Linked DNA regions of Oryctolagus cuniculus: regions 1 and 3 are each linked to region 2. A link is a contact called in public Micro-C data. All regions are on one chromosome and are shown on one strand. Each heading gives the region's core, a stretch centred on a gene start, on an enhancer-like site or on the middle of the called end of the contact. The rest is flanking DNA. Distances are from core to core; before and after follow the strand shown.

Region 1 (2,723 bases), core at 174-2,673, 85 kb before region 2:
GCCCAGTGCCTGGTTCACACTCACAATCCAGGCAGTTAATTACACAGCCTTTGCCCATTTTATTTTTAAGCTTTCATTTCTTGAACTGCCAGGCACTAAACAATTCATATCATTTAATCCCCTAAACCAAAAAAAAAAAAAAAAAAAAAAAGTCGGGGAGCCAGGAGGCTGGGAGAGGAGCAAGGCCTCACCACCTGGCTGTGGCCCAGCCTTGGCCAGCCTGATGCTGGACTCCTGCTCACCTCCTGCCAAGGCGCCCGTCAGCCTGGTCAGTCACGATTCACTTTCCCCGCCCCACGCCGCCGGCTCTGCCTCCTAACAGCCCATTTTGCAGACAGGCGGTCAGTAAGAACTAACCCCTTGTGGGGAGGAGGGTGTGTGCACTGCGGGGTGGGGGTGGGGCGCTAGACTCCACTCCCCTTCTCTACAGCCCCACCCCCACCCACCCAAACTCCCCCCTCCCCTCAGGGCTCCCGACCGCCAGCAGCCCCTCCAGACCTTTCCACTGGGTTCTGGCCAGTGCCAGAGTCAGTCACTCTTCTGGCGGGAGTCAGCTCTGGGTGGGACATCAATCAACAGTTGTTAAGGACCCCTCAGAAGGACCCCAGCTTCTCCGCACCCAGGTGACCTTGCCGGTCCCAGGACAAAACGTCTGGGGGATTCAAGCAAAAGATGAAAGGCGGGGAGGCCCCCAGGTGTGATGCGACCCCCGAACGTGGCAGCCGGCTGAGGTTGGGCAGGATTCGCCCTCTAGAAACAGGCGCTGGCTCCAGGAGTGCCCTTCCCCGCGCCAGCCGTCCCTTTCGCCCCAGGAGGGGTCAGTAGCGAGCAGAAGGTGTCGTCGTGGGATGGAGCTGGTGACTTGCCTCCGGGCTTGCTCTCCGTTCCCCGGGCAGATGGCCGAAGAAAACACTCTGGCCACACAATCGCCCTTTCATTAACATCTCTGGCAGTCTGGGGACAATTCAGGACGGAAACGGTTTCTCTTGCTCCTGCGTCTGTAGGCAGGAGACACCCGGCTAGGTGGGGAGGGAGGGGGCCCTCGCATCGTCCCGGGGCTCCCTCGGAGTCTCACGTTAACCCCTCAAGGGGCCCTGCCCCCGGGCTAACCCCGCCTGTGCGCTGGGAGGCCCGGTGCTGCGAGCCCAAGGGCCCTGCGGGGCGCTCCGCTCTGCCGCACGCGCCCCGGTGCGTCCCGGCATGGCGCGTGGCTGTCTGCTGTGTACCACCCGCCTGGATTGCAGCCTCCCTGAGCCCTGTTTGGAGGTCTCCTTGGCTCGTACACCGCGGTCCTTCCTGGAAAACATACGTGGCAAGGGGAAGGGGTCTTCTCTGTCAAACCAAAGGGGAGTGTTGCTCAGGCGCCCACAGCTGCTGGGGTGGGTGTAAGAATACCAAACGACCAAAGGCAAAGCCCTGAGACGCTCTCTTACTTGCCGGCTTCGTGGTTGAGGTGGTAGGGCAGGAAAGAGTCAAACCTGTGGGCTGCCGCCTGCTTGCGCAATCCTAGGGCCAGTTAAGATTTCTTAACAGCAGTTTCTTAAGCTCCTGAATTCTAGAGCTTTGGAGCTAAAGAAAGCTCGGAGGCTTTCTTAGGACACCCGGCCCCCGGCAGCAGCCACAGTGCCAGGGTTTGATAACTGGCCCCAGCTTCTGATCTCAGCTTCCTGCCAATGCACACGCTGGGAGACAGCAGTGATGGCTCCCGGTAGTTGGGTCCCTGCCACCCATAGGGGAGACCTGGGTTGAGTTCCTGGCTCCCGGCTGCAGACCCACCGGATGGAGCTTATCCTTCCCCGACTGTATCTGCTGGGCAGAGGCCAGGTGGAGAAGCAGTGGGGAGTTTAAGGGAAGCATCCGTCGAACGCAGAGGCTCTCCCTTGGGTTAGTAACTTTACAAGTATAAGGGGAAACATTGGGTTTCATTAGGAAATCGTGGCTCTCACACAGCACACCCTTCAGGCTTGTGAGATTCTCACCCTGTTCCTTGTCTTTCAGCTGTTTCCCAACTCTGTAAATTGTAGCTCATTAATACATGCTCAAGTCAGGGAGAAAGTTGACTTCTCACTTGGCAGGAAAAAAAATCATTTTTGTCTTCATCTGCAATTCATCTCCACATTCCTTTGTATAAATTTGTGATTCTTTTTTCCCTGTGAATCCATTGTAACATCTCTCTGCCTGGGTCTGTCATATCATTTGAGCAACATAAAGTTCTTTAACATGTGTTTATTATTTATTTATTTGAGAGAGAGAGAGAGAGAGAGTGTGTGCAAGCATTCCCACCCACTGGTTCTCTTCATAAATGCCTGCAGCAGCTGGAATTGGGCCAGGTGGAAGCCAGGAGCCCCAGGTCCCCACTACTTGAGCCATCACCTGCTGCCTTCCGGGGTCTGCTTAGCAGGAAATTGGAGTCAGGAGCCAGAGGCAGGTATTGAACCCAGGCACTCTGATGTGGGTAGTGATATCTTAAACACCTGCCCCCATTTAAAAATATTTTTATGGAAGTCATGATTTTCCCTTTCAGCAATGTCACGCCACATCCACCAGGTCCAGCTCTCCCACTGTGACATGGGCCTGTTTCCGTGTCCAGGTGAATCCAACCAGATCTATTCTTGGGCAGGCTCTGCCTGGGGAGAGGACAGGGCTGGCTGCCAGGGCTGGACCAAAGATGGCTGTGACAAAGACTGGATGACTCAGGGATGGTCTTGTGGGGTCTCCAACGT
Region 2 (2,928 bases), core at 403-2,902:
TCCCGATCCCACACCACCGGAGGTTTCAGTCACCTACGTGGCAAGATGATCTTGCTCACTTCGAGACCCTAAATTAGTCCTTGGTCTCTTTAGTTGGCTTATATATGGAAAATGGATCTTGGCTGTTCTCCGTGGGTTTGAATAGGGCTGCAACGTCTGGTCTGCCCTTCTTTGGTTTCTTGACAGGAAGTGATAGTCTTAAGTCTCAAATAATGTGCAGAAATGCATCGTGTGGGGAAGAGGTGGGTTTTTCTAGCGGATTTGCTTCTGTAGGCATCTCCCTCCAGGTTATTGGTGACTGCAGTTACTCCCAAGTACAGTGCGTGGAAAGGGTTAAGGTCTGTAAAATGATTGCTGGGCAGTAGCCAAGACACTAAGAAGCGCCATGGCTCCTGGGACTCAGCAGCGAGGACACGAGGACACGGAGCAGTGGGCGCTCCCCAGCACGGCCACCAGGGTTCAAGGTGAGGAAGAGGGAGAAGAGCCGTGTTGCAGGAAGCTGAGGCGTGCATATACACTTGAAAAGCGAAGTCCCCACATCTTCGCTCAGGCCAGGGGTAGAAGTGGCTGTTGCAGAAACTCAATAAAGTCACTCATAAAGCCAAGTATTTGGGCGCTGTTCGAGCCTGTGCACAACCTACCCCGACTGCCCCAGAAAGTCGGCAGGCCAGGAGGCCAATGCCACTGCCAAGCCTCCCGTGCTCTGGCGTCCAGCCTCCTCAAACTCACAGGACAGCCTCGCGGCACCTCACGCGGAGCTGCCTCTCAGAGTGGGCACCGCGTGGACGCGGGCCAAGTTCGAACCGATTCACTCCGAATCGGGCTGCCCCCTCCTCTCCTGGAGTGGGGTTTGGCCACAGGGGCTCCCTGGGCGCGCCAGGCAGAGGCTGAGCAGCAGTAGCTGCCGCCGGCAAGCTGAGTAAGGAGCCAGCCGCCGCCGCCGCCGCCTCCCGCCGGCGCGCAGCCGGCAGCACAGCCAGTCCCTACAGCTGTCACGCAGCCAGCAGCAGGACCGCGCGCCACCCCCCGCGCCACCCCAGCCCTCACACTGTTATTTGCGTGACTGACCCAGGCCCGGCGGGAGGGAGGAGCGCGCAGCGGGGCGCGGGGAGGGCCCAGGCCCGCCCGCGTCGTCCCCTCAGCTCGCCGCGGCAGCCTCCTCCTCCTCATTGGCCTTGAGCTTACGTCCATCTCCCCCACGCGGCGCTCGGATTGGCAGAAGGCGCACTTCTGGAGAGGGGAGAGCAGAGTGACTCCGCCGTTCTCCAGAGCCTCATCTTTCCCTCCACCCCCTCCACCCCCAACACCACCACTTCAGCGTCCACCCACCTCACCCCACCCCCCACTCCACTTCCCCCGCCCGGTTCGCGGCAGTGTCCTCAGAAGACTCATTGGGCCAGGGGCGAAGCCAGCCGCCTCGCGAGCCGTGCCGCCATTGGTCGGCTCCCACGCCCGTCGGAGCCGCGGGCTTCGCCGTTGGGCGGCTCCGCTCAGCTCCCCGCCCCCTACAAGGCCTCGCCCTCCCCGGCGCCTCCGCCCCTCCAGGCTCGCCCTCAGCCCCTTTCCCCGCCCGTCCCCGCCGCATCTACCCTGTCCAGCGGGGCGGGGATTGCTGTACGACTCAGTAAAACAGTCTGTGAGTCACTGCACAACCCATCAATCCAATTAAATGTCTTGAGCGAGCCGAGCAGGCGGTGCTACCGCCCCGCTGCCGCTGGCCCCGCCGCGGCCGCCCCTGCTCGCTGCGCCCCTCTGATCCATGGCTGTCTGTCTGTACTTGCTACGGTGTAACATCCTCCTCCTCCTCCTCCTCCTCCTTCTCCTCCTCCTCCTCCTCCTTGGGAACCGCTGCAACTTCCCCTCAGCAAGCCTCCTCCTCCGCTTGGGGACCGCAAAGGCATGGGATAGACCCGGGGCCACTTCTCACCGTGTCTCCTCCAGACCTCGCTCCGTCTCCCCCCTTTGAATTAAAGTCTGTGCCTCGCTCCCGGTCGTCTGAGAGATTTATTTGTTTGCCCATTATTTCCCCTGATTTTATTTTGCGTCCCCGGGGCAGGGGCTCGTATGAGGAAGGGGGCGCTCCACCTCCCCACCGCCTCGCCGGCCGTGACTCGGTTTCCCGCTCGGTCCGCTCGCAGCCGCGGGACCCGCCGTCCTGCGCCCGAGTGACGCACCGGCGCCCCCGCCCGCGGCCCAGACGGGCCCTCCCTCGCTGCCGCCCGACCCTTCTCGGAGCTGGACCCGCTGCCGACTTTCGCGCTGAAGGGTGAGTACCCGGTGGGGTCCGGTCCACTTTGGGGGAGGGCGGGGATCGGGCCGGGGGCCGGAGGCTCCGGGTCCCGCGTGGGCTCGAGGTGGTGCCTCCCCTGCTGCCTCCGCCCCTCGGCTCCTGCTTCGCCAGCCTTGCTGTGTTTCTAGGTATTGCCAGACTCGCACCATGGGGCGTTAGAATGCTTATGAAATAATTGGTAATGGCATGCTTTCTGGCCTTTGGATGCTGAGTGAGCGGTGATAGCGAAGTGATCCGATAGGCTCTGTGACCTGCAGAGTGTAGAATTGGCTAAAGGGTACGCTCTCCTCTACATCAAAGTTAAACTTTTATTCAATATAGGCAAAGCAAAAGGCATTTTTAATTCGAATCCGTGGTTAGAGCAGAAGGGAAGACGGGTTGTTTAGTGGCATTGCTTGGCGATTTTATTTTAGACAGTTTCATGGGTTCCCTTTTGGGAAAATATGAATTCACTATGAAAGGTTGGGAAGTCTTTGAACCTGTTGGAGGGAAGCAAGGAGAGGTGGAAATCCAGTTTGACGCTTGGCTTTAGCTTAACCTCTGTTCTTGAGAGGCATTACAACAGGGAACTTTTTTTTTTTTTTTTAATTTTTCAGCCACTGGACACAGTGGAGTGTGTTAAGGATATAGGAAAAATA
Region 3 (2,733 bases), core at 204-2,703, 110 kb after region 2:
TTTAGAAACCGCACTGGAAATTCTGAGCTGCTGGCTTCTCCAAATCTTCTCCTCACATGGGTTTGTGTTTGTTGTGTGAGCGTGTTCTCACTTCAGGAATCCTCCAGGGATTTTAACCATGGTTTTTGAAACATCAATGCTACTTATACACATGCAACAAAACCTTTCTGGGTTGTGCTTGGCAAGCCTCCAAACTTCTTCAGCATTGTCCTTTAGATGCTTGAATTTGGGAGCAGTCTTGGATATGAATGTTTGTGCTCTGAGAGATGTGTAGCTGGAAACTGCAGTGGAGAAAGGCATTCCCACCGCCTGTTACTCTGCTGCGCCCCCTTGTGGATGTGCTGCGTCTGTCAGAATGTAAAGGAGTTCTGACTCGTGCTGGACGTGGCTTGTTTACCTGGAGCACGGATAGCTTTCTTCTGTGCAAAAATCTAGCAGTTAAAATGAGTACAATGGTTCTCACTGAATGTGCAAATAATTTATTGTGATTGTTTTTTAATTTCATAGAATTTCTAAGGTTTGTATTGACTTGTCGTAGTTTAAACGTTTTATTGTGGAAAATTCCAAACATGCTGAACAGTAAAAGGAAGAGTACAGTGCGTCACCTTGTACTGGTCGCCCAGCATCGACAGCCACAGACATTTTGCCTGTCGTATTCCATCAACATGTTCAGGGTTATTTTCCTTCCCGGAGTACAAAGCATCAGCTCATATTTGATGTATGTGTTTGTTAAGTTCCAATTCAGAACTGTCGGGTTCTACTAAACCTTAACTTTAATTAGGTGTGCAGTCGTTTAGCCAGAATCCTCAAATAAAAGAAGAGAATTGGTAGCATTTCCATTGTCCTTGGGAGAAGGTGACTGGTTTCTGTGGCTGCATAGACCTGAGATTAAGACCTAAAACTCCCTGCTGGCAGAGGTACCAATAAGACAGGAGATTAGAAACATTTTACACAACTTGATATTTAGTCTAAAGTGCCTGATTTTCTTTCCAAATGTTTGCTGACAAGACCGTAATTAATTCGTAAGGAATAGTGATGTGAAATATCCCCTCTCCTCTCTCTTGTTTACTAATGGCATTTAGTTATCAATATCTCTAAAATTTCTTTCATTTTTCCAGAGAAAAGAATCATATTTGATAAACCACCAGTGTTGGGAATTGTCTTCAGTTTTATAGAAGCATGTAAAAATTCTGCGAGAGAAAGCTAGAATTTCTTAAAATGGGAACTGTAGAAAACAGCCGCGTACAGTCAGAGCCGTTGTTTCTGAAGTGGACTTGGAGGTTGACATGGCGGGGTTTCAGTTTCCCTGCAGGCTGCCAGGAGGAGGCCAGGAGGGTCGTCCTGTGGGTCTCCGTGCAGCTGCAGGGGCTGAGCTCCAGGCGCGGCTGCGGTGCCCCGCGGGCCTGGCCTGGTCGGCGGGGGAGGCTTGGGCCCTCGGCACCCGGCTGCAAACAGTGGTGTCGGGTTACAGGTTCAGAGTCTCCCAGAGCACGGGTAACTGGCTGTTCTAGTGACTGGCTTTATAATTACATTGCCGATTTGTTAGGGGAGGCTTTGTCTTACTTACCAATTAGCATGGGTGTTACTGTGGGCACCTCCAAAACCCTGGATGAGCTTTGCGTTTAAAAAAAACGCTTTCTGACCCCAGGCAGCTTAGGGGTTAGCAGCACTTGCTGTCTAGCTGTCTTGGCCGAGCCCTTACCCTGTGTGTCTGGAAGCTGGGGCTGCTTTGCCACTGTTGCTGGCACTCCCTGGGCCATGGGCAGTCATAGCCCTGCACCCTCTTGCAGGAGGGACAGCGGAGACCCTCTTGCTTGTAGTAGCTTCCTGTTCCGACCCCGCCAGCATCACCTTCCCCAGGGTGGCTTTTGTGTGCTCCCTGGTGTGGGGGTGGGGAGGTTGTCGGGTGCTGAGCACGTGGGTGGGGTCACAGTGCTCCGTCGTGAAAGTTGTCTGAGCCAGCATCTCCCACCCCACCCCCATGGAAGTAGGCTGGGGCTTTTCCTTCCTGCCCGGGAGCGAGCTGCCCAGCTGCCGGGTTTCTGAAGAGCCCTTCCCCAGAGGCGGGCCTCCCGGCTGGTGGGAAACACCCTTTTGTTGAGAGCCGCCTCTCCCTTCCAACCACCCGGCGGAAGGCCAGTATGTGGAAGGAGGGGAAGGAGAATATTCTCTTTCCCAAGTTGTCTCAAAGCAGTTTGTGGCCCAGCTCTGAGCCCGCTTCTCTGGGGCCGGGAGCCTGCCTGTCACGCACACAGTTCACTGTGCCATGGGCGCTGCTTTCTTCCACCCCCTTCCTCAAAAGAAACAGAAAGAACACGGTTCCACCCACAGCCTTGGGTACTGGCGGCACTGGGTGTCAGAGGAAACGGCCCCCGCTGGCCTCTCCTCAGCCTTTGCTGCCTTTCTTTTCCAAAGAGGGGCTGCATGTGTGCGCGCGTGTGTGTGCACGTATCTCTGAATGGTTGATGTCAGTGCAGAGACCCGAGCGTATGGTTTCAGTGTTGGCATGGGCGCTGCTGGCCGCTTCCACCAGCAGAGTGGTGAGACCAGGGAGACAGCCTCTGAAAACTGCCCTTGGAGTGAGGAGCCCTTCCCCAGACAGCTGTGCCCGCTCAGGTCTTTAAAAACTTGTTTTTGTCTGAAGCCTGCAAGCCAGGGGCGGCCTCTACTGTGCTCCCCGGGCCCCACAGGCCCACCTGTAGCCACCTTCACATAGCTGACTTTTAAAGCAGC

Evidence for each region. A called contact is a pair of places that touch in the nucleus more often than the background predicts.
Region 1: a Micro-C map of ear pinna shows a contact between it and region 2, with 2.7 times the contacts expected there. The contact joins the enhancer-like site here to the promoter of SERTAD2 in region 2. A contact is called at or near these places in 4 of 6 Hi-C or Micro-C datasets (ear pinna, psoas muscle, skin fibroblasts and 1 more).
Region 3: a Micro-C map of ear pinna shows a contact between it and region 2, with 4 times the contacts expected there. The contact joins the enhancer-like site here to the promoter of SERTAD2 in region 2. A contact is called at or near these places in 3 of 6 Hi-C or Micro-C datasets (ear pinna, skin fibroblasts and an unstated tissue).

The regions. Positions count from the first base shown.
Region 1 is chr2:137,919,903-137,922,625 of mOryCun1.1, forward strand. No RefSeq gene overlaps it. Among named protein-coding and RNA genes, the nearest start is that of SERTAD2, 85 kb to the right of the region's middle. Within about 2 kb of position 1,424, at least 2 of the 8 cell types and tissues checked have an H3K27ac peak or open chromatin away from gene starts, as enhancers often do. A contact at or near this core is called in ear pinna, where this site is marked.
Region 2 is chr2:138,004,776-138,007,703 of mOryCun1.1, forward strand. It overlaps SERTAD2 (SERTA domain containing 2), which reads left to right and starts at 1,653. Exons shown (of 2, transcript XM_008254336.4): 1 at 1,653-2,266.
Region 3 is chr2:138,110,913-138,113,645 of mOryCun1.1, forward strand. The region is part of intron 1 of SERTAD2 (SERTA domain containing 2); the gene reads left to right. Among named protein-coding and RNA genes, the nearest start is that of SERTAD2, 110 kb to the left of the region's middle. Within about 2 kb of position 1,454, at least 4 of the 8 cell types and tissues checked have an H3K27ac peak or open chromatin away from gene starts, as enhancers often do. A contact at or near this core is called in ear pinna, where this site is marked.